Regions from separate parts of the Rattus norvegicus genome. Here region 2 is linked to region 1. Evidence: chromatin contacts called from public Hi-C data. All regions are on one chromosome and are shown on one strand. The core of a region is the stretch at or near the end of the contact, and the rest is flanking DNA. Distances in the headings are between cores, read along the strand shown.

What was found. Hi-C and Micro-C count contacts between places; a contact is called where the count stands out from the background.
Region 2: a contact with region 1 is called in a Hi-C map of liver, with 2.0 times the contacts expected there. The contact joins the promoter of Osbpl1al here to the enhancer-like site in region 1. A contact is called at or near these places in 6 of 12 Hi-C or Micro-C datasets (frontal cortex, kidney, liver and 2 more) and 1 of 1 datasets of contacts at active chromatin or transcription factors (oligodendrocytes).

The regions. Positions count from the first base shown.
Region 1 is chr18:4,208,664-4,215,293 of GRCr8, forward strand. It overlaps Osbpl1a (oxysterol binding protein-like 1A), which reads right to left. Exons shown (of 28, transcript NM_172023.1): 18 at 1,047-1,122. Among named protein-coding and RNA genes, the nearest start is that of Cabyr, 45 kb to the left of the region's middle. Within about 2 kb of position 4,093, at least 35 of the 93 cell types and tissues checked have an H3K27ac peak or open chromatin away from gene starts, as enhancers often do. A contact at or near this core is called in liver, where this site is marked.
Region 2 is chr18:4,282,245-4,289,618 of GRCr8, forward strand. It overlaps Osbpl1al (oxysterol binding protein-like 1A like), which reads left to right and starts at 4,192. Exons shown (of 3, transcript XM_039097409.2): 1 at 4,192-6,158; 2 at 6,246-6,348. The coding sequence starts at 4,298. The coding sequence ends at 5,296. The region is part of intron 15 of Osbpl1a (oxysterol binding protein-like 1A); the gene reads right to left.

The DNA.
Region 1 (6,630 bases), core at 2,843-5,342:
ACTGTGCTGGTGTAGCAGACACCTAGATGTTTCGTATAAACTACCTATCTTTGCATACATCTCTCAAGTTCGAGCCAGTCCCTGATCTGACGCAGGAGGCAGCCCTGGTCACAAGGAGTGGTATACCTTGCCCAGGTCTCACCTAAAGGAGTGGCCAGGCCAACACAAAAGTCATGAAATTATAGCTTCACAAAGCTTAGCTGAATTATTTTCTGTGAAAGATTCAGAAGACATTAATTTAAACTGACTGTTTCTGGGATGAGAAACATCCCAGAAAGTGGCACTTAGGAAGTCTCTGTTGACAAGGCAAAGGAGCACTAGGGGAATGCAGGGTGGGCAGAGTGGCTGAAGAGACTCTGGCACCAGAAGGGCATGTGCAGGGAAGCTTATGAAGCACACTAGGTAGTCCAGAGCGGCAGCATTCACAGTGTAATGCCCAGGCTGAAGCCTTGGCACCAGAATTATTGAGAGCCATGCTATTTAGTTACTATCGTTCTCAGTAGCCACACTAATAGCTGAGGTGTCATGCTAGGAAGAGGCTTCTAGCCTAGCATCAGGGGGCAGAGCATCCAGGAGGCAGTGCAACAGGAAACACTGCCACAATCTTCCCTCTCCCAGGATGGACCCCCTTCCCTGACAGTGCAGCAGAGACGATGCACATGTCTGTCACACTGCACTCACGGGCAGCACAGACGCTGGCTCTGCACAGAGCCCTAGCAAACAAGAGTCTACTTAGTGGGGTCTGTTCTAGGAGAGGATCTCTGAGGAGATATATGGGCAAACACAGATTTGGTGTGCCACAGGCTAGAAACATGTCCTTATTTTCCTACATGAAGGTCTCATGAAAGCCACATTAAATGGCGTAAAGTGTGACCCTGACTCTTCCGGGAAAACCTAATGTGTGGCTGAGGTCCTTACGATCATGGCTACTTCGGCAACTGTCAGGCCTCACCTGCATGTCCTCTTGTTTTTGAGACCCCTTCCCTCCCAAGGCTGTGCAGGCAGACAGGCTGCTGCTGGGTGCTGAGGACGCAGAGGCAACTCACCATCCCAATGCATTTCCTGAGGATGCTCCAGATGCTGAAGTCATTTCTGGAGAACATGGGTGATGGCAGGCTTGTTCTGGGGAAAACAAGAAAACATAGTTCATTTTGGAAAGAAAAACATGTTGTCACTGACCTGAGTGTAGGCACACACATGTACAGACATACTGCATAAATGTGCATTGCCACAGACATGGCAAAGCAGGGGCCACACTGGGTCAGCATTGCTCTGACCCCTGAAGTCTTCAGAGCAGATAGACAGGCCCTTTGTCTTCAGTGCTGTGATGACTGCAGTCCCCTCAGTCCTTCCTGATTCCCAGAAGGCTGATCGCCTCACTCTACAGAACCCCATATGTGCTTCCGTGTGTATCTCTCTGTCTTCTGACTCAACACCCAGTAGCCATCCTGTGACCTAACAAACTAGCACACTCTAGCCAACTGCTGGATACAAAGTGCCATCCTAAAGCACTTTAGGAATTAAGTGAGCAAATACAAACAAATGATCAAAACAGAAGCACAGCTGAAGCCCCGCATTTCACAATTCAACCTTGACCAGGGCACTGACATGAAGAGAAACCGAGATCTCTGTACATCAGAGATTCTTTAAAAAGCAAACCTTGACAGGGGGAGTGTTTTCAAGTCCTCTGCAGGGAAAGAAGCAAGACAGACCGTGCTTTCAATGATAGGGGTCTCCAGCTTGGATTTCAGGCACTTGGAAGTCTGGCCTGGTAGGCAGGGTTCCAAGCCCAACCCAGAGATCAGAACAACAGTCCTATGGTAGGGAAGGATGAGTCGGCCAGGTCAGCTTTCTACAGCAGGTGGCAATAACTCAGCTCTGCCAAGGGCACAAGAGCTGCCAGAGTTCGAGCTGCTTTCTAAGAGACATTCACATGTAATACTCAAAGCACTATGATACATGCTTATAATCCTAGCACCTGAAGTGGTGAGGCAGGGTGACTAATGAACAGAGAGGTAAATCTGTCTCCAACAAGAAAGCAAGGGGCTGGAGAAGGCTGAGCAGTAAACAGCACTGGCTACTCCTCTACAGGGCTTGGGTTCGGCTCCCAGTACCCACATGCTGGCTTACAAGCCCTGGAACTCCATTTCTAAGGAAGCTGACACCTTCTGGCCTCTACAGCCACCAGGCACACATGTGGTATGCTGACACGCCCAGGCAAATACGCATACATACAAAACACATTTAAAAAGAAAACAACGGGGGGTTGGGAATTTAGCTCAGTGGTAGAGCGCTTGCCTAGGAAGCACAAGGCCCTGGGTTCGGTCCCCAGCTCCGAAAAAAGAACCAAAAAAAAAAAAAAAAAAAAAAAAAAAAAAAAAAAAAGAAAGAAAGAAAAGAAAAGAAAACTACCACCAACAAAACTCAAAACAGCCAACAAAATTGTTACCTTTGAAAAACCCCTACGTCAATTTGAACTATAATGGGATTTTCAGTTTGAAAACAAATACTACTTAAAAGCTGCCATGGTAAAATTCTTCTAGCTTTCTTTCAGGAATATATATGGTTCATTCAGGAGAGCCTTCAACCAGCCAATATGCTAGAGTGGTGGCCACAGCCAGTATTTAAACCACATCCTCCATTCACCAAGACTACCAATCTCTGCGGCATGGACAATACATCCCGGGCATAGAACCCTAACACTGTCGCCATGAGAATTTCTAATACCGTGTTAGCCATGTACATAAGCATGCACATGCCTCTCCTCTCCTGTCTATGGGGCAGACTAGAGTACAGGAGCACCGTATCAATTGTAAACGTCATACAGACTGAAGGGTGCGGGTCCATGAGGATTTACATGAGAGTACAGGTGGGACCTACTGTTCCGACTAAAGACAAGACCAGAGGCGAGGAAGGCAACAGAGGTCTGGAAGTATGTGTCTGTGAGAGGCCTGCCATATACCCAAGGCTAGTTTCATAGTCTATGTAACTCCTGGCTGGTCCTGAACTCAATCTTTCTGCCTCTGAAGTGTTGCGATTACAAGTATGTACCACCACCCTGGATCTCAGAGGCATTTTTAAAAAGAGAAGCAGATAAGGGACCTCAAGTTTGGTAATTATTTACTATTAAGAAATTGCCATAGATTTGCCTGCCACTAGAGGTCCCAGTTGGGATATCCTCTACTTTTCCTTTTGTGTTATTTTATGAAAATATATTAATTACTTGTTTATGAGGAAGGCAAATTACCAGCAAAGATATGTATTCCAAATAAAACTAGAGAGCAGAGGTGGAAGGAATTCTGAGTGGGAATTTATTCTACAGATGGCTGGTTCTTCTGTGGGATACGCAGAGCCAGATGCAAACCCTTATTAGCCCACACTGTGCTATGAGTTGGTTAGAAACTATGAGAAAAATACCGTCCTACAAGAATATATGCTGTGCAGAAGTCTTGGCTTAACAATGACCTTAGAGTCATTGCTCATGACCCAAGGCTGCCAAGGCTGCCAGGAAGACAGGTGCAATGGCAGACTGTGCAGGGAGGCACACAGCCAAATGGCCCCCAGAGCCAGACAGACCGGGACCCAGATCTGGTGCCATTTTCAACAGTCTCCTTAGCATTGCTATGCAGGAACACTTACCAGAGCCCAGAGAACGTGTCTAGAAAACTAACTGGTAGTGAAGGGAATGTGTATTCTGGAAGAACACAGGAAGAAAGAGGTTAGGGGACAGGAGGCACAGAATGGGTCCTGGTGTATGCCACTTGGGGTGACAGGTTTAAACACCCTGCAATGCCCTTACTGTGCCATCTTCCCTGAACCTGCCTCATTTACCCTTCTCCACAGCACAGGTAATGTGATATCTGCACAATTCTTGTCTAATCCGTGACTGCTACCCAGTTAGAATGGAAGTCCCAGGAGATCGGGTTATTGACTGCTACAGCAGACGCCTAACACGGGGCCTAACACAGGGGACAGTGCTTGCTGGATAAACTACAGCAGACGCCTAACACGGGGCCTAACACAGGGAACAGTGCTTGCTGGATAAACTCTGGGCTGTACACACAGGGGAGAGTGCTTGCTGGATAAACTACAGCAGACGCCTAACACGGGGCCTAACACAGGGGACAGTGCTTGCTGGATAAACTCTGGACTGTACTCACTTTTCTCTTCTGCAAAGTATTTGGGTTTTGGTGTATCCAAGACAATAGGAATCACACTACAGATGTAAGCAGACATTAGAGAATTGGTCTAGGGGGAGAGAGATTCTGTACATCTGAGGAAGGGTTTCTGGCAGAGGCTGCATCAGGCACAGCATAGAAAGCTGACTTGTTCCAAAGGCCAGGAGTGCTGTCCTCCTGGACAGCCTCCAGAGAACAAGATTGGCCACACAGAGCTATCTACCCAATGCCGATGTGCAGCCATTCCTGCTAGAGAACACTACATATGATTTCAAATGTAGCAAGATCCAGGTTAATCAAGTAAAAAGGTAAGAAACAAACTAATTTTGGTCTTTTGGCGGGGGGGGAGGGACGACGACTATAGAATGACCCCAGAACCTCTTATGCTGACCACGTGGCTCCTGGCCAGCAGCACTTCTTATTCTGCAAATTTACGAGGAGAAACTTAGTTGGAGGACTGGGCAATGGGGCATGCTGAAGGGTACACTGGGTTCCCGGTCCTGTCCTGAGTCTCCAAGTCAGAGGCCCAGAACTAAGAGTGACAAGGACCAAAGACTGAGTCCTAGGCAACTAAGAACCAAATAAACTTTCTCACAAGTTTTACTTCACAAGTTTTAAAATGTATCCATTAAGAATATCTTACATGCATATAATATACTTTGATCATATTCACCCTCCAACTCCTCTAGGAATACCCCACCATGTTTTCCCTTCCAACTTTATGCCCCTCTCCAAATAATGCCAAGTCCCAAAACAGTCCAGCTAGCTACAGGAAGAAGGTCAAACAAATAGGGGGCATAGCCCTGGAAAGACTCTTCCTCTCCCAGCAGCCATCAGGGGCTGGTAGCTCTTAGGTATGGGTGGGACTCAGTGAGCCCCCCACCTGTGCATGAATGTGAACTGGCTTGACCCTGAGAGATATCAGCAGGAATCAGCTACTATACAGAGGAAGCTAACACGGAAAGGAAGTGCTGCGGCTTGAACATACAGGCAGCTGTCCTGGAGGTGCTGGATCCCAGTGAGTATTTCTTAAGATTGTGGAGGAAGGGAAATAAATTGCTCAAGAGTGCAAAGGGGATGAGGACGAGATGCCAGCTCACATCCTGCACAAGGAAACGCTAAATCTGCAGAGCCCATGCTCAGAGGGAGGGGAGATTTAAATAAGGATATGGTAGATTACTTTCAACTTATTTGTATCATACACTTCTCTATATTAAGATTTCCATCAGGACTATGCTACTGGATGGCAGTGCTAGCTCAAGACAGGAGTGAGAAGGCTTCAGCAGGGAGTACAGAGCAGCTATTCTCTTCCCCTCAAGTCCATCTGAGGGTCATTATCTTGCAGGCTAAGAAAGAACAATGCACTGTACCAGGGCTGGCAGTGTTCTGCCTGGCTCAGTTTTGGACCTTTGAATGAGAAGCCTCCTTAGCTTGTTTTAACTGTGTGATGGTGCTGTCTCTTCCTGTCCCACCATGATCCCCTGTTCCACACGCTGGCAGACAGAGTCTAAATGAGCTGAACCAAATGAGTTTATGAAGTCTGACTAAAGAACGCTGACCCCAAAAATCTTTCTGAGAAAAACTGTGCCAGGGCCTGTAAGCAGTCTCCTATTTCCTACCTCCAAGCTTGGACCCTTCCTTGGACAGCTGAAACCTGAAGAGACTGTCCTAAGTCAGGTCTCAGAAATTCACGATATGCAAAGACTGACCCATCTGCAGACCCCCCGCCCTCCTGTTTGCGACCCATGGACACGCTGAGCACACAGCACTTGCTCAAGAGACTCCTGGCAGAGGCAATAATGATAAAACAGGACAGATAAGACTAGGCTTCAACTAGAGCAAGGGGCACAGGGTGCGTCATCCGTCCACAGGCATTCCCTGGCTCCCAGGGCCACTGTGAACACAACTGTGTCATGAGGACGGCCATGCAAACGCTGAAACCTCAGCACCCCTGGGTGAGAGTCTGCTTCAGTGAGCGTCTGGATGCACATCTGGGACAGAACCAGTTATACTGCACTCCTGCTACTAGCTCACTCAGAGCCTTAGGATCTCCCAATGCAAGGGCTGCTGCTCACCGTACAATTATCTCGTCGCATTTGGCAGGTAGATATGTTAAATACTTGGCTCACTACCTACTTGGGAGGTGATTCTGTTTTATGATTTGTAAAGTAAAACATTCCCTAACCAACTACATATATTATCACTACAATGAGTATAAAACAAACAGCTATCTCTCAGTACTGTCAAGACATGATATAAACCCAATGGGCCCTAGGTATGGCTAAGTGTAGGGGCTAAATCATTTAACTCACAAAATTTGGCGTTCTTGTACTTTCAGGAATAAGAATTCTGTATCAAGCCTGAAGCACACAATCTTCACAAATTTACAAAGAGGTTGCCCTGTCTACCCATGCCCACGCCTTGGGAAATCAGACACTTCATACTAACTCAT
Region 2 (7,374 bases), core at 2,942-5,441, 74 kb after region 1:
GGGGGCCACCTCCTCCTGTGGACCTTGCCTAACTATAGCTGTATTTGTTCTTTGGCACTAAACCCGGAGGCAACACTCTAACCTGAGCTCTAAGTTGTACACTCTCCTACCTATATAAGCTTACACAACTAGGCCAGCCTGTCTCCAGGCCCTAGTCCCCTCCTCTGAGAACAAGTAAGTCTATTTCTTTTCTGTGTTCCATGGAGCTGTCAGGTGATGAGAGGGTATTTTTACTTTCATTGTCCATGTACTTACACCTAATCCCAATGAAACCCATAAAACTAGTGAGACATGCCATACAAGATTGACGGATTATTTTCAATTTTCAGGAAGAACTAAAAGAAAAAATAAATGAGGCATATATTCAAATCCTCTCTGTCATATGCAAATGAACAAAGTCACACTCACAGAGCATCATTTCTCATTCAGCTGTTCAGGGTTCAGAATCTACTACACAGTATCTACTACTGAAACATTCTTGTGAGTGGAAGCTGATTGCTCAGAATTGCCCCGACCCCCGTAGCGAATGGAGCTCAGTAAAGAAGAGCAGGTGTCCCCGGCACAGGCTTCCCTGCCTCAGCACAGGTACAACTGTGCGCCGCTGCCCTTCCCTTCACGGTCCATGTCCCATCACGGCATCTCTCATCTAGTACATCACGCTGGAGCATGCTATAGAGCATGCGATAACTACCTAAATATAAAACTAATAATAAATTTATTGTTTTCCCATATCAGTTTCAATATAACTTGTGGTGGAAAGGACTTAAGAAGAAACCCTATGTTACACAGGAAGACAGCAAGCTTTGCTAAAATGCTTGCCCAGAGCCAAAGACCAAGCTCTCTTTGCTACTTGAACTGGTGCCTCAGGTCCCACGGCGTAGCCCCTTTTCCATCTAGGCATCCCTCCTAGGTGCTCCACCTGCCGTAACTCATGTGAACCTGTGAGCACTTAGGAAACTAGACGCATGGATCCAGAGACATGGTTACCAAATGGCTTTTAAAGAAACTACTGCAAAGCAAGAAGGGACAAAAGACAGAGGCAAGGAAATGATTGACATGAAAAAAATAAAGTGTGTGGCGAGGGAACATGAGTGACAAGGGAAGGAGAGCCCACAGAGAGAAATGAAGAGTAACAGACCCACAGCAGGGAGGGAAGGGAGAGGGGAAAGGGACATGGAAGACATCCAAACCGCCTCCAAGTTTCAGTTGTTGTAAATATAGTAGGGTGTCTGCTTACACAGCTCACCTTAGCACCTGCAGCCTGTCAAGAAGCAATCTTGAAATGCAATGTTACAGAACACAAAGTGACGATAAAGCTAGCGATGACATTCACTAAATTACAAACTGCTCAAACACAAGAATAACTACAATCTAGAAAAGAATAATGTTGAACACAGTGTCTACATTTCCAGAGAATAAAGTATAATTCACATACAAACAATAAAGAAAAGGTTAACTCACAGAAAGTGAGAGAAAACTGTAAATTTTAATTTAAAATAATAAGGTAAAATAGATGTCACAGCTAAAGGTAGATCTTTGAAAATACAGGCAGGCAAAGTTTTAACGAAACTTATTTGATGGTTACAGATTAATTTGAAGAAAGGGGGAAATGCTTTCATAAATACTCTAAGAATATATATTAAAAATAGAGCATAGCTATATATCCAAAATAAATTTAAAAGACAATAAAGGAGTTCTAATGAAACCTTCATAACAAGAAACTTCATAACAGACTTTAATGGGAAGGGGATGTCCTTAGAAATACATAACTTGCCAAAGCTAATGCTAAAAGAAATAGAAAACCAAAGTGGTCCTATAATTAGTTAATATGTTTAAATAGTAGTTCACAAAACTTATAAAGGATAGTTTTGTTAAAATTTTTCTACTAAACTTCAAAGACTAGATCAATTTTACACAAGCTGTAGGAACATAGCAGAGTGAATACTACCAAACTGACCTTATGACATTAGAATAACCTTCACATCTGATGAAGACTAAAAAGTTGCAAGCCATTCTCACTTATAAAAAGAAGGTAAAATCCAAAGTTTAGCATTGTTCCTGACTTTAAAAGATAGAAGAGGGGGCTGGAGAGATGGCTCAGCAGTTAAGGCCACTGACTGCTCTTCCAGAGGTCCTGAGTTCAAATCCCAGCAACCACATGGTGGCTCACAACCATCTGCAATGGGATGAATGCCCTCTTCTGGTGTGTCTGCAGACAGCTATAGTGTATAAATAAATAAATCTTAAAAAAAAAAAAGATATAAGAATGAAATGTGAACATCATCAGTATGGTAAATGATAATTATTAACTATTTTTTTAGTTAATTTGTAGAGGTTACCATCGTTTGTTTTAAATCTTGGGGAAAATGTGGATTCACTATCACACCATCTATCCAACATTGCCCTGAAAGCCCTTACCAGGAAATTATGGACAAGAAAAAGAAATCCTAAACATAAGGACTAGAACAGAGCACAACTGTCAGGATTTGTAGATCACGAACCAGAGATAATCAGTCTACAGCTATAATTTCTACAACCTTGCTCTCTCTGTCTGTCCACTGTTCTGCTGGCTGTGGTCTGGCTTCTTCCTAAGTGAGCATAAACGTCCTCACACTCAAGAGCCCACTGGCCGCCTGGCTCCAGCAGCTGAGGCTACAGACAGTCCTCACCTGTACTCCTCTACACCCTGGCTCCTGGCCTCGCCTGCTTTGGGGCTCTCCCCTGCTGTCAGGCTGACTTCTCTTGGTGTCCTCCCTGTTCTCTCCTTTCCTCATATTTGCTGTCTACATGTCACTGTTGTTCCTTTGATTTCAAACTTCATGTCTGTGGTATTCCTCACTTTTGGGCCTCTGAGAATGAAGGATGTTGGGGGAAGTACCAATGATTCCTCAGCTTTCATAGGACAAGGAAGGGTGTGTCAACATGTCAAAATCAGAGCTAACTCACCTTCCCACATTCCTATTCCCTACCTATGCAGTAATTTGTACCAGAAAGCTGGGAGTCAGCTGGACTCCACCTTCCCCTTGATGCCTCACATCAATCCAACTTAGGCTTTATGAAATGCCTCTGCTCTGTAACTTCCTCTGCTTATGTAACAAACCTGACTTAGTCCTATTCTGTCTCTTGTATCCCTGTCCCTTGATGTCCTGATTGCAGGCCTGTCCTCCAATTCTCCTAAATAACAAATCTGATCAAATTTCTCCTTGGGTAAAAGTCTTTCAGTGACATTAACTTCTAGCCTAGGTTTAAAACTCTTTAAGCACATTCCACAAAGTCCTTAGGAGAGACCTTGCTTGTCCTCTCCTGACTCTGTTCCAGCCGTTAACTCTGCTAACATTCACCCTTTTGCTTGCTTTTGACTTGTTGCTTCTGTAAAAAATCTTCAGCCTCTGGATCCTGTAGGACTCTCTCCAGAGTACTGAGATAAAAGGTATGAGCCACCAGAGTATTAAGAACTCATCAGTTTATACATCCTATTTTAAATGTGCTTTTATAAACTATCGTATGTGTGAGTAATGCACTTCATTTTATTGTGAAATAACTGAGTTATATTCTCCCATTTTGTACAGTGAAGAAAGAACTGAGCAAAAATACTATGTGGGTCATTTTTACCATCAATGAAATTCTTGAAAATTAATCTATAAAAGGCCCCTAAAGAAGAGCACTGCAGTCTAGCAACTGTATTCACAAGGATTCAACTTCCTTTACGTCCAATCCTGGCAAAAGTAACATGGAGACATAAGCTGAGATAACTGCTCAGTCCTTACATCGAGACTGAACACTTACCAGACCAAAACTGACCTGATCAAACATTGCCTGTGAAGCTCCATCCTGTGGAATGGAGACTTTACACTCTGCCCCCATCATCTACCCTGCACTTTGTCCACCAACACGAATTGCAAGCATTTTTCTCTTTTCACACTGCTTTCTGCCAAGCAATGCCTTCATGAGCCAAATGCCGCCTTTGAATCTAATTAAAGTGAAGAAACTTTTAATAGCTTCTATAACTCTTAAGAGCTATACCAGCTCTACCCTCCCATCTTTCTCTCCGGACCATTTCCCTCCAAAGAAAAAAAATCCAGCCCAACTGAAAACCAGATCCTCGGAATGCCAGGGAGCGAGATGCCAGCGAGCTTAAGCTACAAAGACAGCGTCTGGGTAATGAAAAACCCTTCATCAAAACGTTCGAAAATGAAAGCCCCCGCTATACACAAGACTTCTCTCTCCTCAATCCGCCCATGTACTTCCGCTGGCTCTAGGAATTTCAGCAATCTCTGAAACTGCCCTGGTTAAGTTCATGTCAATGTCAGAGAGACAGGAAAAAAATCACCAACTTGGAAGGTTATTTAGGACAATTGTCTGTCCCAGCCTTACTCCTCCCACTCCAGCCAGGCTTGACCTAATACTAACATATGAATGTGAGACAACAGCCAAGGGCTGTTCCCAGGGGGCTCTTCTAGGAATCCAAGGGACAAACACCAGGCAGAGAACCCACCCCAGCCCTCCCCACTGGCAGAGGAAAGGGGACACTGGGTCTCGTGGCTACATCACCCCGCCCCAGGCAGTAAAGGCTCCATTGGGGTCCGCACAAACCCGTCCAACTATTCTTGGATCAACTCACATCCCTGGATCACATCTGGCTGTTCCCCCCTTTCTTGCCTTGTGCGAGGGCGGCACCCCAGCCCCCATCCACCAGAGCTTCCAGGGAAGGGCTGAACAAGCACACAAACCCACCCACCTGGGCTGGGTCTTGAAGACCCAGGCTGGTGCGCTGCACCCCAGCTCCTCCGCAAGCTTCAGCACAGATGTTTTCGGCCTGCTCTCCTTCCCTCCAGACAATCTGATCGGTGAGGCACGACCCAGGGCAGTACCGCAAGGTCTCCCTAAGTCACCTCTGCGGCCCGCCCCTGGTCCGGCAGCTGCGCCCGCCTTCCCAGCAGCGGTTGAGGTCGAACAGAGGCTCAGCCGGTGGCCCAGTTCTCCGCTGCTTGACCACAGAGGTCGGCGCTGCCCCTCGCCCTGGCCGCTGGGCTCGGCCTCAGACCCGCCCTCCAGGGCTCACCCGCCCGCAGAGTCCCAGCCGGTAGAGCTGAGCCGGCGAGCCGGCGGGCTGTGTGGCCTGCAGCCTACAGCAGGCGGTTCCCTTCCTTGTGGTCACAGTCCCTCCTCCTCTTCCCTGGTGTGTCGACTCCGGGAAGCTCAGGTAGGGACCGCTGCCGCGGAGAGCCTGCCCACAGCCTCTAAGCCGCTGAGATTCTCCAAGGAGAGAAGTAAGGGATCCTGGCTCATAGCGTGAGCGGCGCACACAGGCTCCTGCAAGGTCCTAGAGTGGCCTTGTGCTCAAGCCCTCTCCTTGACAACTTTTAAACGGCCAGCACTCTGCTGCTGAGGAAACTCACTAAGGCGAAAGGCATGCTCTTTGCAGTCTTGGCTGCTGCAGAAGGGCTCACTATCCCTAAAGCAGAGCGAGTCTACATTACTTACTTACACCCCAGTGGGTATGAGCTGAAGCTGAGCAGAGTCAAACATTCTGCTCTGCTAACCACTTAAGAGAGATGGCTTCTCATTCTGAGCAGCCTTGAAGGATAGACAAGGACTGCAGGGGCCGACTTTCCCCCACACAAATACACACTTCGGCCATGCTAATGAGACTTCTGGGTAACTGAGGCTCTGGTGGAGAAACAAAAGGAAACTAACTTGTAAAATGTACACACCTGTTCTCTACCCAGACGAGCAGTTTACCCAGCAGGGCTGCGATCCACAAAACTGGTGTTTATTTAACAAGTCCCAGAGAACCTCGTGTTCCTTTAGATCGGTGGCCAGCTATTTGTAGGCGCACACAGCTCAGTCAGAAAACTTGGAATCCATGTCTGGAAAGTTTCACAGTGTCTTTGAAAATTATAGATTAATAACTGAGAACACTTGGCCATGAAGAGGAGGCCCTGGCTACAAAATTTCCCCTTCAAGCCCAGAGATCTAGAAAAAGAATTCAGCTTACAGAAGGTCCTCACAGCAGGGATAAACAACAAAGGAACTTTGTTTTAGAAGGCAGTTTACAAGGACACTAGAATGGGGGAGGGGCACTGCACTGATCTCTTCACGTGACCCTGCTCATTTGTATCTCGGATTCCAGAGTTGGAAGTGGAACTCCTAAACAGGTACACATCTGCTTAAAGCAGAAGCAGCAGAGTTTATATGTAGACTGGTGTGACTCAAAAGCTGTCTTTCTTTTTTCTTTTGTACAGTCATTGTTCATCCATTCAGACCTCTATTAACCATCTACAACATGCCAAGCCTTATGCTACAGACACACTGAAGAGCCTCGCCTTTAAAGAGCTCTGGCGTGCTGTAAGCAATGATACAATGTGGTAACCAGGAGGGGAGGAGCACCTAACCTAGTTTTGAAGGGTGGAACCTGGGATTAGGACACTGCACTCGTCCTTAGGGCTATCCTGGGAACATTACCAGAGCAGCCAGGGAGAATGTGTTGGTATGGAGAAGGGGACTGGAAGGAAATGATGTCAGACTGAGAGAATTTAGTCAAAAGGGGTGAGGAGAAGGGTCAACCAGAAATAATTGCCATGGTCTCAACTACAGTGATAACTCTATGAATTGGAGAATTCAATTTTAGACAAAATTGTTTTTGAATTACCTCTTACAGAAATATACAAAGTATTACAAAAAAAAAAGCAGCTGGCATATGGACTCAGAGCTCAGGAAATGACTAAGGTCAATATATAAATAATTGTGTATTTCTAAAGAAAGGAGTGGGTACTACCAGTCCAGGAAGAATGCTACAGGAAGACCACCCACATAACTACTAATATATAAGGCACGGACAGTAGGAGAAGCAACACTTCTGAAGGTGAATAAGCAGGGACAGAGCAGCCACAGAGGACAGACGAGAAGCACCATGAGCGGCCCAGCACACACACACACACACACACACACAGAGGTGAGGGCCCAGGACAGACTGAGAATGTGCAGCTAGAATGGGTGTGTGAAGGAGCTACATTCGCCATTAGCGAACTCGAGCCGAGGGACACAAAATGACTGAAGCACTACTGGAAAGCACAGGAAGTTAAATGGACACCAGAGGTTATTCCTTGGAAGAGTGGCGAGCCCACACAATCACAATTTCTCTTCGACAGTATCAGTGTTCTATGCAGAGAAGCAGCACACATTGTAACCTTCCAGATGGTCCAGCGTATCTGCATCTTTCCATTACACCACCATCACCTAGCCACACATCTGGGTCACCTCTCCTCAGCTGCAGGAGGCTTAACACCAAGTGTGATGTTTATAAGTGAGCGTCTAGCAACTTCAAACAGGCAGGTTCCCAACTTCAAAAGACTGGTTTGACTAAGCACTCAG